Regions from separate parts of the Gossypium hirsutum genome. Here region 1 is linked to region 2. A link is a contact called in public Hi-C data. All regions are on one chromosome and are shown on one strand. The core of a region is the stretch at or near the end of the contact, and the rest is flanking DNA. Distances in the headings are between cores, read along the strand shown.

Region 1 (4,653 bases), core at 97-2,596, 350 kb after region 2:
ATAACCTTGGTTTCCGGCAATCCAGGGACATTAGGCCTTAAACCACCCCAATATCCACACAGGGCATGCCACACATAAACAAAGTCTACAGTGTTGAATTCCTCCTTAAGATCCTTGATAAAGGCACCCATGCCCTTATTAGTGGAACCATTAGCCAAACTCCTTGGGCTAACATAGTCCCTAAACTTGTAATTCTCTTGAAACTTCAAGAGCCTGCATGGCATTTGCTCCCCGGCCACGGTACAATTCATGCCTTCTTTAGTGATGGGGTCCTCATCATGGCTAATGGATTGCCACCCATCATCAATCAGCACCAGCCCTGGTGGGCACCCACCGTCGACAAGACCTTTCACACCTTCCCAAACACCTTGAGGGTGCACGGTAAGGTAAAATGCGTCCCACGTGCACCAACCAAATTTGTCCACGATCCCTGGTGGGGTTTTCTCTTCTAACAACTTGAAGGTTCCAAGGTGAGTCCTAATCACTTTCATGGCATCCTTCACCAAAATGAACGGATCTTCGCCGATGTGAACGTAAACAACACTCCGGAAGCTGGCTGCAGCCACCTTCGTCGAGCCGCTTTCGACACAAACGTCGACGTTGTTGTCTGTTCCGGGCTGAAGCGAAGCCCTGAAAGGGCCTTCGATGAGAGGGAGGAGGAGGACATAAGGCCTGCCGGAGTCTGATCTATCGAGGATCACCATTTGAGTTTCGTTTTCAAGGTCGCTCCCGTTGGAACCAACCCAATGAGTGGTCCACCAGACTTTGAACCTGAAAATGCTCATAAACTTGATGTTCTTCAGCTTCCCAATGGGAACAACATGGCGGCTGTCCGATTCAACAGTGCCGAACCCTACAAAGGATCCAACACTGGGAATTGATTTGTCAGTGGTGGAAACATAAGGGGAAGGAGTAACAGTGATGTTAGCAGGGACATCAGTGAGAAAAACGTGGCCATTGGCAATGAAGTTTGAGCCTTCCAGTGAGATTAATGACTGGTTGTTATGGCCATCAACTAGGCCTGAAACACCAGAACTAACCTTCGTCAAGCTTGGAGCCATAATGAAAAACCAAACCAAATAAAAAAAAGGGTTTTTGCTGTTTTGTTTTAAGAAATCAAAAGAGATCGAAACAGTCAATTGAATGAGGTAAGAAAAAAACTGAGATTTTGAAAAGGAAAAATAAAAATCAGTGAAAATAGTTTGCTTTGATTTTGTGTTTTTAAAAGCTTTAAAATTTGCTTGCTTTGGTTGCTCAATCGAACTGGCCAATGCTCTAATTTATAGGCTTAATTCAGAGCGAAGTTGAGGAGAAGTTTCATTTGCAGGAAAAAAGGAAGGAAATATTAAATTTAAAAAGAAATTTAAAAAAAAATAAAAAAGCGAGGGGGTGATTTGAAATTTGCTTTATTTAATTAATTTTATTGAATAGTGTGGGTCATACTCTTTATTAAATGAAATTTACTTTAGATTATCCAAGATACTTTCTATTATGTCATCAATCATGTCAAAAGTTTGAAAGTCCAGAAGGATCGACAAGTGTAAAATATAGAGGCTCCTTAAATCTTGGTATTTTGTTTTGACTAGATTGAAAAGGATGCCACATCGATAATTTTACATATATTTTTCAAAGAATTAATTCATTTTATTAAATTCCAAAAAATAATAAACAATACTAACAAAATCAGTCTCAATAAATATGGTTCCATTTAAATTTAATAAATTTACAAAAGTATAAAACTGCTATTCAAATTCGATAACAACTTATTTATATTATTATTTTGTTTAAATCATCAATAAGTTCTAATTAAATCGAGAAATGATTTAAATATCGTATTTTTTATAAACTAAATTTTATTATAGGTAAGCTATAACATTCATCACTAACTATATATAATTTTTTATTTTGATCACTAAATTATAAAAAGTTATAATTTAGTCACTAAAATTTTTTAAGATTACTCTTTTTAGCCATTTGTTAACTCTTAATGAAATGGTCGCATCGCGCTAACTAAGATAAATTTAATCCACCTAAATATGCTATGTGAATTTTCTAATTTCCATATTAAATGAAACAATGCGTTTTACACCAATAAAAATCATTTCTTCACCATCTTTCTCCTTTACCCTTTAATGCTCTCTCCAAAGTTGATTAGAAAGTTAAACTAAACCCAAACTTTGACACCCACAAATTTCAAGCCACCATACCTCCATCACAAGTTGATCCAAAACTTCGACCCATGGTAATTTTCACCTAAACTCTTCAAATCCAACCTCTGTTTCAAAGCTATTTTGTTCCTAAGTACTCGAAAACACTAGAAGAAAAATGTAAGGTGTGATACGATTATCATTACTATAAAAGTGTTGATGGTTACTAAACTAACTATAATTACGATAAAGGCAAGCACACCTATTAAGCAATAGTATAATTAAGGTGAGTAGCGAATATCGTATCCACGAGGACTAAAAGTACTAGTAATTACTATTTTTCTATTATTTAGCCGGTAAATTGGGATGATTATTTTTAATCTAAATTTACTAAACTAATTATTAAGAACGCAACAGAGAGTGAATTAGGAAAATAATCGAATAAAACCAATGAGATAAACAATACCTAGGAAAGAATCCACCTAGACTTCACTTATTATTCTGAATCTGAATTAAACGATTTATTCACTTGTGCCTTGATCTGTAGAAATCCCTAAATTATGTTAACATCTTTTTCGAGAGTAAGAACAACTAACTCTAGGTTGATTAATTGAAATCTCTTTCTAATTAAAGCCCCTATTGTCGCATTAACTCGATCTATGAGTTCTCTTATTAAATTTGACTCTAATCCGATAGATTTATGTCGTCCTATTTCTAGAATTGCATGCAACTCCACTCAATTATACTAGATTTACTCTTAAACAGAGACTTTTGCTCCACTGAGATAAGCACATTTAACATGAATTAATATCTTGAAAATATTAAAACATGAAATAAGCATACATAATTGAGAACAAGAATCAAGTATTTATCATGTAATTCAGAGCTCAAATAATAAGATTCATCATAGGTTTCATTTTCCCTAGGTATCTAGGGAATTTAGTTCATAATTTGGAATTAAAACATCTCAATGTTAAGATAGCAGCAAGACATAAAGAAACCCAATAAAACTTCTAGAGAAATTAAATGGAGATCTTCAATCTTGAATGAGATCCGCTTCTGAGTTGCTTCCAATGGTGTTCTTCAAGTAATTTCTTTGTTCTTCTTTGCGTGCTCCCTTAAGTCCTCTTCTAGTATGTATTTATGAACTTTAGAATGCTCAGAAACCCTAAAAATTAGGTTTTTCCTCGTAAAACTCTTCAAATCCAACCTCTGTTTCAAAGCTATTTTGTGCCTAAGTACTCGAAAACGCTAGAAGAAAAATGTAAGGTGTGATACAATTATCATTACTATAAGAGTGTGTGCATATGTTTATTTCAAAAACCTTGCAGAGAACAATGAAAATTTGATAGAAAAATAAAAAAGTCTAAGACCAAAAAAAATGAAATTTATAGTATTAGTTTGAAAAATGATTTTTTTTTTGTTCATTGTAAATGCAATTATTTTTCTTTGAATGATTCTTGACAAATTTTCTATTTATGAGCATTAATGGAGTTAAATGAAAGTCCTTCTTTCTTTTAAGTCAAAAGCAAAGAACTTGAAGGTGAAGATTACTTACTACATTCTTTACTATAATATCTATGTCTTCAAGTTAGCTTAGCAATGAAACATTTGAAGGTCAACTCAAATAGTTTAAGAGTCATGATTCGATCTAGCTATGAATAATACAAAGGTTAGATTTGAAGAGTTTAGATGAAAATTATTAGGGGTCAAAGTTTCGAATCGACTTGTGGTTGGGGTACGGTGGCCTGAAATTCACGAGTATCAAATTCTAGGTTTAGTTTAACTTTTTTGATCAACTTTGAGGAGAGCAAGTAGAAGGTGAAGGAGAAAGAAACTAAAGAGATGATTTTTATTCGTGCAAAACACACAGTTCCATTTAGCAAGAAAATTATGTGGAAATTATAAAATTCACATGGCATAATTAGGAGGATTGAATTTATCTTAGTAAATGCTACTTACCATTCCGTTAAGAGTTAATGGATAAGTGATTAAAAAAACAACATTGAAAGTTTTAGTGACTAACTTGTAACTTTTCATAATTTAGTGTTCAAAACGAAAACTTTCATATAGTTGAGTGACCAATGTTATAGTTTACTCTATTGTTATAAATATATTTTTATCTTCTCAAATTTTTTTTATAAAATCAATACAAATTCATAAATAATGAAATTTAGAATTGACAAAGACATTTCAACTTCTAATTCCACCATTTCAACAAAAATATATATTTCATATATAAATTTTTAACAAATATATTTTTACAATTTTTTACACACAACTTTTCATAATCCAATAAATATTAAAATAATCAAATACATTTACTATCTCTTTGAATTTAAAATATTAAAAAATATATAAACAAAAATAAATTTATAAATTTTATTTTCAACCTTGAGATGTGATATGTGGTAGTTACTCACCTCATCTCTTAATTATGTAGTTGAGAGTTTAATTTCTGCTCATGTAAATAGAATACATTTCATGACTAGCCATTTACCTCTTC
Region 2 (4,506 bases), core at 236-2,735:
GATATTACCAGTGGCCCGTAATTTTTCCCTTGGAATCTGGACTGAAGATAATCAAGTTCCCAGCATACTTATGCCCTCCAATGTGAGAGCAAGCATTTACAAACACCTGATCCTTCAATCCTCGCAATGCAATCTCCTCATTCAGCTTTTCAATCAGGATTGGTCCACATACACCACATCTCTTGTCACGATTACCATGAGCACACACAAAGACATAAGAACCAGTAAACGTCTCCTGCACTCCGGAAGCCCATGGTTTGCCATTCACAAGCACATCCTCAACAAAGCCATCCACATCACCCTCAGTCAAACCCCTACCATCAGAACAACAAAAGATCCTCAGCATAAGAATCCCTTATCTCATAATCTATTAATAGAATTTTCCCATTATTTTTCAAACAAAAAAAGAAAAATATTCTATCTCAACTCAACATATAAGCATTAGAAAATAGTAAATAAAGCAAACTCTAGCGCATGATATGCTGGCCTACAATTTACAGGAGGATTGCATTGACACAGTCAGACCTTCAACTTTTGACACATTTCACCATTTAGTTAAGCATGAAAATTATTGTCTACTGTTATAAAAAAAAATGAAGTCAATAATTCAAGAAAGGCTACTTTCATGATTTACAAATAACCAAATCAGAAATCATTTTACTTTTTTTTTGGGGGGGGGGGAATCAGATTCTTAAACCGATAATTTTTTTGAAAAGTAAATTTCTCACTAAAAATCTATTCGGTTTTACAGCATCCGATCTTGTAAAGGAAAGTCAACAATATCTAAAAAGGATATTAGTTCTAAAACATTCAAGACAGTAAAGGAAAACTTACTTGTATTTGATCATTTCAGGGAAAATCAGCACATCTCCATCAGATTGCTCTCCTTCAATAACCGTCAACAGTGTCTATCAAAGAAAAAAAGAGAAGGAAAAAAAAAGATCAATTGAAATTCAAACCTTAAAGGCAATGGTGAACTGATAGAAACAAGAAGAACGAACCTTAACAGGGATGTCGTTTTTGCGAGACTTAAGAGTGGAGGAGAAAAGCTTAGGAAGGGAATCCTCTTCGACGCGGGAAGCCCAATCGGTATAGGACCTATGGCGGAGGAACAAGTGACGGTCGTAAGGATTGACGGTGCCAGCAAGGTTACTCGAGTACATCTCCTCGCGCGTGAAGCCATACTTCGCCTCATCTTCGGCGGATACAGTTGAGAAGTTGCTAGGATCCGCCATGGAAGAAGAAGAAACAGAAGGCAAAGGTTTTAGAGAAACGTTAAGCTGAGTTCGAGCAAAGGAAATGGAGGATGTGAAGAAGCAGGGGGAAGGGTGCGCAATGCGCATAAGGGGAGCTTTGAAAGAAAAATTGAATCGAGCGTAAATCATACGCGCGGACTGAGATTGAAGGAGCGGATTAGCTGGTGTTAGGGTTATTGAAGGTTCGGTAGAACTGCTTTCTTTCTCTTTTATTTTCTTTTTTTATTTTTTTTTCAATTTGAGTTAATTATAAGGGATAATATAACTTTTGGCCTTGAACTTGATAATTAGGTCTATATTGGCCTGAAATTTTTTTATCCACTTTGACTCATGAACTTAAAAATCATTATTTATTTAAGCTCATTCTGTTAATGATCGTGAAAAAAAAGAAGATAATATAACTTTTTACCTCTGAACTTGGCAAATAGGTCCATATTGGCCCCTGAACTTGGCAAGTAGGTCCACATTAGCCCTTAAATTTGACCACTAGGTTCACTTTAGTACCTATACTTTTTTGGGTTAATTTTAAGCTTGACAATTAGATCTATTTTGATCCCTAAACTTAAAAAACCTAAAAGTTTAATGATGTGACACTCTTTAAAAAAAAAATTTTAGATGATGATGTGGTACAATCCTAAAGTGTCATAGTTTTTGTTTTAATAATCGAACCTATGATTGAACAGGTTAGACCACCAGTTCTCAATTCAACCAGTTAACCATTGAACCAATAATAAATAATTAATTAATTAAAAATTCATAAAAATCTAAAAAGAAGTAAAAAATATAAATGCGATTTTACTTCTTTTAGATTTTTATGAATTTTTAATTAATTATTTAATTATTGTTAGTTTGACAATTGAACCAATTAAACTTGTTGAATTGAGAATTGGTGGTCTAACCTGTTCAATTATCTGAATTTATTGAAACACTAAATATAACACTCTGAGATTGTACCACCTCATCATCTAAATTTTTTTTTATTTTTCAAGTAATGTTGTGGCACAATCTTAGAGAGCCGCAACATTTAACTTTTAGATTTTTCAATTTCAATGATCAAAATGGATAAAAAAGGAGTACAAGTTTTAAAGGAAACCTAATTGTCTATTTCATGGACCAATGTGGACCTACTTGTCAAGTTTAGGGGCCAAAAGTTACATTATCCATTTTTTTTTCACGTGACAGAATAGGCTTAAATGAATAACAATTTTCAAGTTCAGAGATCAAAATGAATACAAATAAAGTATAGGAACCAATATGGACCTACTTATCAAGTTCAGGGGTCGAAAATTATATTGTGCCTAATTAAAATGAAATTTATAGGAAGTAGCAAATTCATACCAACGGAATAGTCAAAAAAATTAAACTTCACAAATAATAGTATACGTATTCATATTGTTAAACTACACCATTAGCAACAAAAGTATAGATAAGTTTTTGTTTTGGTCACTTGATTAAAAAAGTTATAATTTGGTCCTTAAATTATTTTAAAGTTTTCATTTAAGTCACTCAACTATTCAAAAGTTTTTATTTAAATCACTGGGTTGTTAAGTATTTTTTTAAAGTTCCAGAAGTGAACTCCAAGCGATGATTCGATGATTGATACAGGAGATCAATATCTATCAATGAGTAAAAGAACATACTTTAGATCTAAGTTGATTTAACAGTCAGTGTCGAAGATTGAAGAAAAAAATTCATTTGAATTTTGGTTCACAATTTGTGACATTCAAAGTTATTTCATGAAAAAACTGAACTATAGAAGAGAAGGGGAAAGAGAACTTTCGGTTAGTGCAGATAATACAGATAAAGAAATCTATGTAGCATCGATTTTAACAGTCCAGTGACTTAAATAAAAACTTTTGAATAGTTCAATAAGCAAATTGTAACTTTTTTAGTTAAGTGACCAAAACGAAAATTTACTCATAATTTAGTGATATAGTTCAGTTTACCCACATATATATTAGATGAGATCAAGGTATTAATGTGATATGATTAGCAAAAATTCTTAAAAAACCTAAAAACATTTATGAAATAAAATAACATTAAAATATGTGATAGGTCTTTATACTATTTGAAATTTTAAAATTTAAAATTTAAAATTTAACCTTTATACTTTTATTTTTATAAATTTAGTCTATTTACTTTTTAAATTTTAAAATTCAAGTCCAATTGTTAACTCCATTTAATTTTTTTGTTAAATTTAGATTAATTACAACAATTTTGTAATTACATAGTTACTAAATAAATATTTATTTTTAAAATGTCACACCGACAAATTAAATCGTGTTAAAAATTAGATCTAAATTTTAAAATTTGAAAAATAACAAGATTAAATATCTGGAAATAAAAAAACCAGGACTGGAACTAAATTCAAAAATTTTAAAAGTAGATGTACTTATAACATATTTTAATCACAAAATAAAATATAAATCATAGGCGTCGTTATTGAAAAACCCAAAGAATAATAGGTGCAATTACCGCCATGGATAGCCGGTGAACTAGTAAAAATTTCTAGAAAGGAAGCAGGTCCCACCTACACGGTAATCACAGTAATAAACCAAGGACCACCTAGGCCCGACCTTACGTGATTTGATTTCCCCCTCCGATCACGTTGGAGAAACGAAGATATTTTTTCGTGTACGCCAAGTAGGTGGGACCCTTCCCAATTACAAGGCCCCACGTTACTCTTAGCTGACGAAGCGCGTGGGAGAAAAAGAAAAATGAGTTCTGGTTTGCAAACGTGGAATGTTTTACTTGGGCCTTTCATGACGAACGCGTCACTTGGTAATTATTGGCCCAAGTCAATAGTCCGTTTAATTTTCTCTTTATTTTTTTTCAATATAATATTAAAATAAAATCCAATAAAACACCATATATCCTTTCAATTCATTTGAATTCAGATGATATTTTTTTTTCAAAGAAAACGCAGTTGTTTGTGGGAGGGGGGGGGGTGGAGCTTCAAAGTACATGTCCCTATCAAAGGAAACTAACGATTTAGCAAAAGATTAGAGACCAGTTGTGCACAATTGAAGTGAAGGTGCATGGTGTTGGAAACATTGTTTCTAAGAAAGAAAATGATTACGAGAATCAAAAGAAATCAATCTCTAAATAATTACCAGAAGGCTTCACATCTAAACCCGGAACCTTGTCATTGGTTGGTGGTACCTTTGCCGAGTTTGTTCCAGCAGAACAGTCCATCACAACTTGCTTCGGCACATCGGGTGGATTTGCACAACGAATGAGAGCCCAATTC

The links. A called contact is a pair of places that touch in the nucleus more often than the background predicts.
Region 1: a contact with region 2 is called in a Hi-C map of leaf, with 1.7 times the contacts expected there. The contact joins the promoter of LOC121229581 here to the promoter of LOC107897909 in region 2. A contact is called at or near these places in 2 of 34 Hi-C or Micro-C datasets (both in leaf).

Annotation. Positions count from the first base shown.
Region 1 is chrA05:99,073,088-99,077,740 of Gossypium_hirsutum_v2.1, forward strand. LOC121229581 (probable galactinol--sucrose galactosyltransferase 5) reads right to left here and starts at 1,347. Exons shown (of 4, transcript XM_041114231.1): 1 at 1-1,347. The coding sequence starts at 1,061.
Region 2 is chrA05:98,720,396-98,724,901 of Gossypium_hirsutum_v2.1, forward strand. LOC107897909 reads right to left here and starts at 1,486. Exons shown (of 5, transcript XM_016823513.2): 1 at 1,002-1,486; 2 at 835-908; 3 at 9-314. The coding sequence starts at 1,385. LOC107897910 (serine/threonine-protein kinase D6PK) reads right to left here. Exons shown (of 3, transcript XM_016823514.2): 3 at 4,130-4,506. The coding sequence ends at 4,341.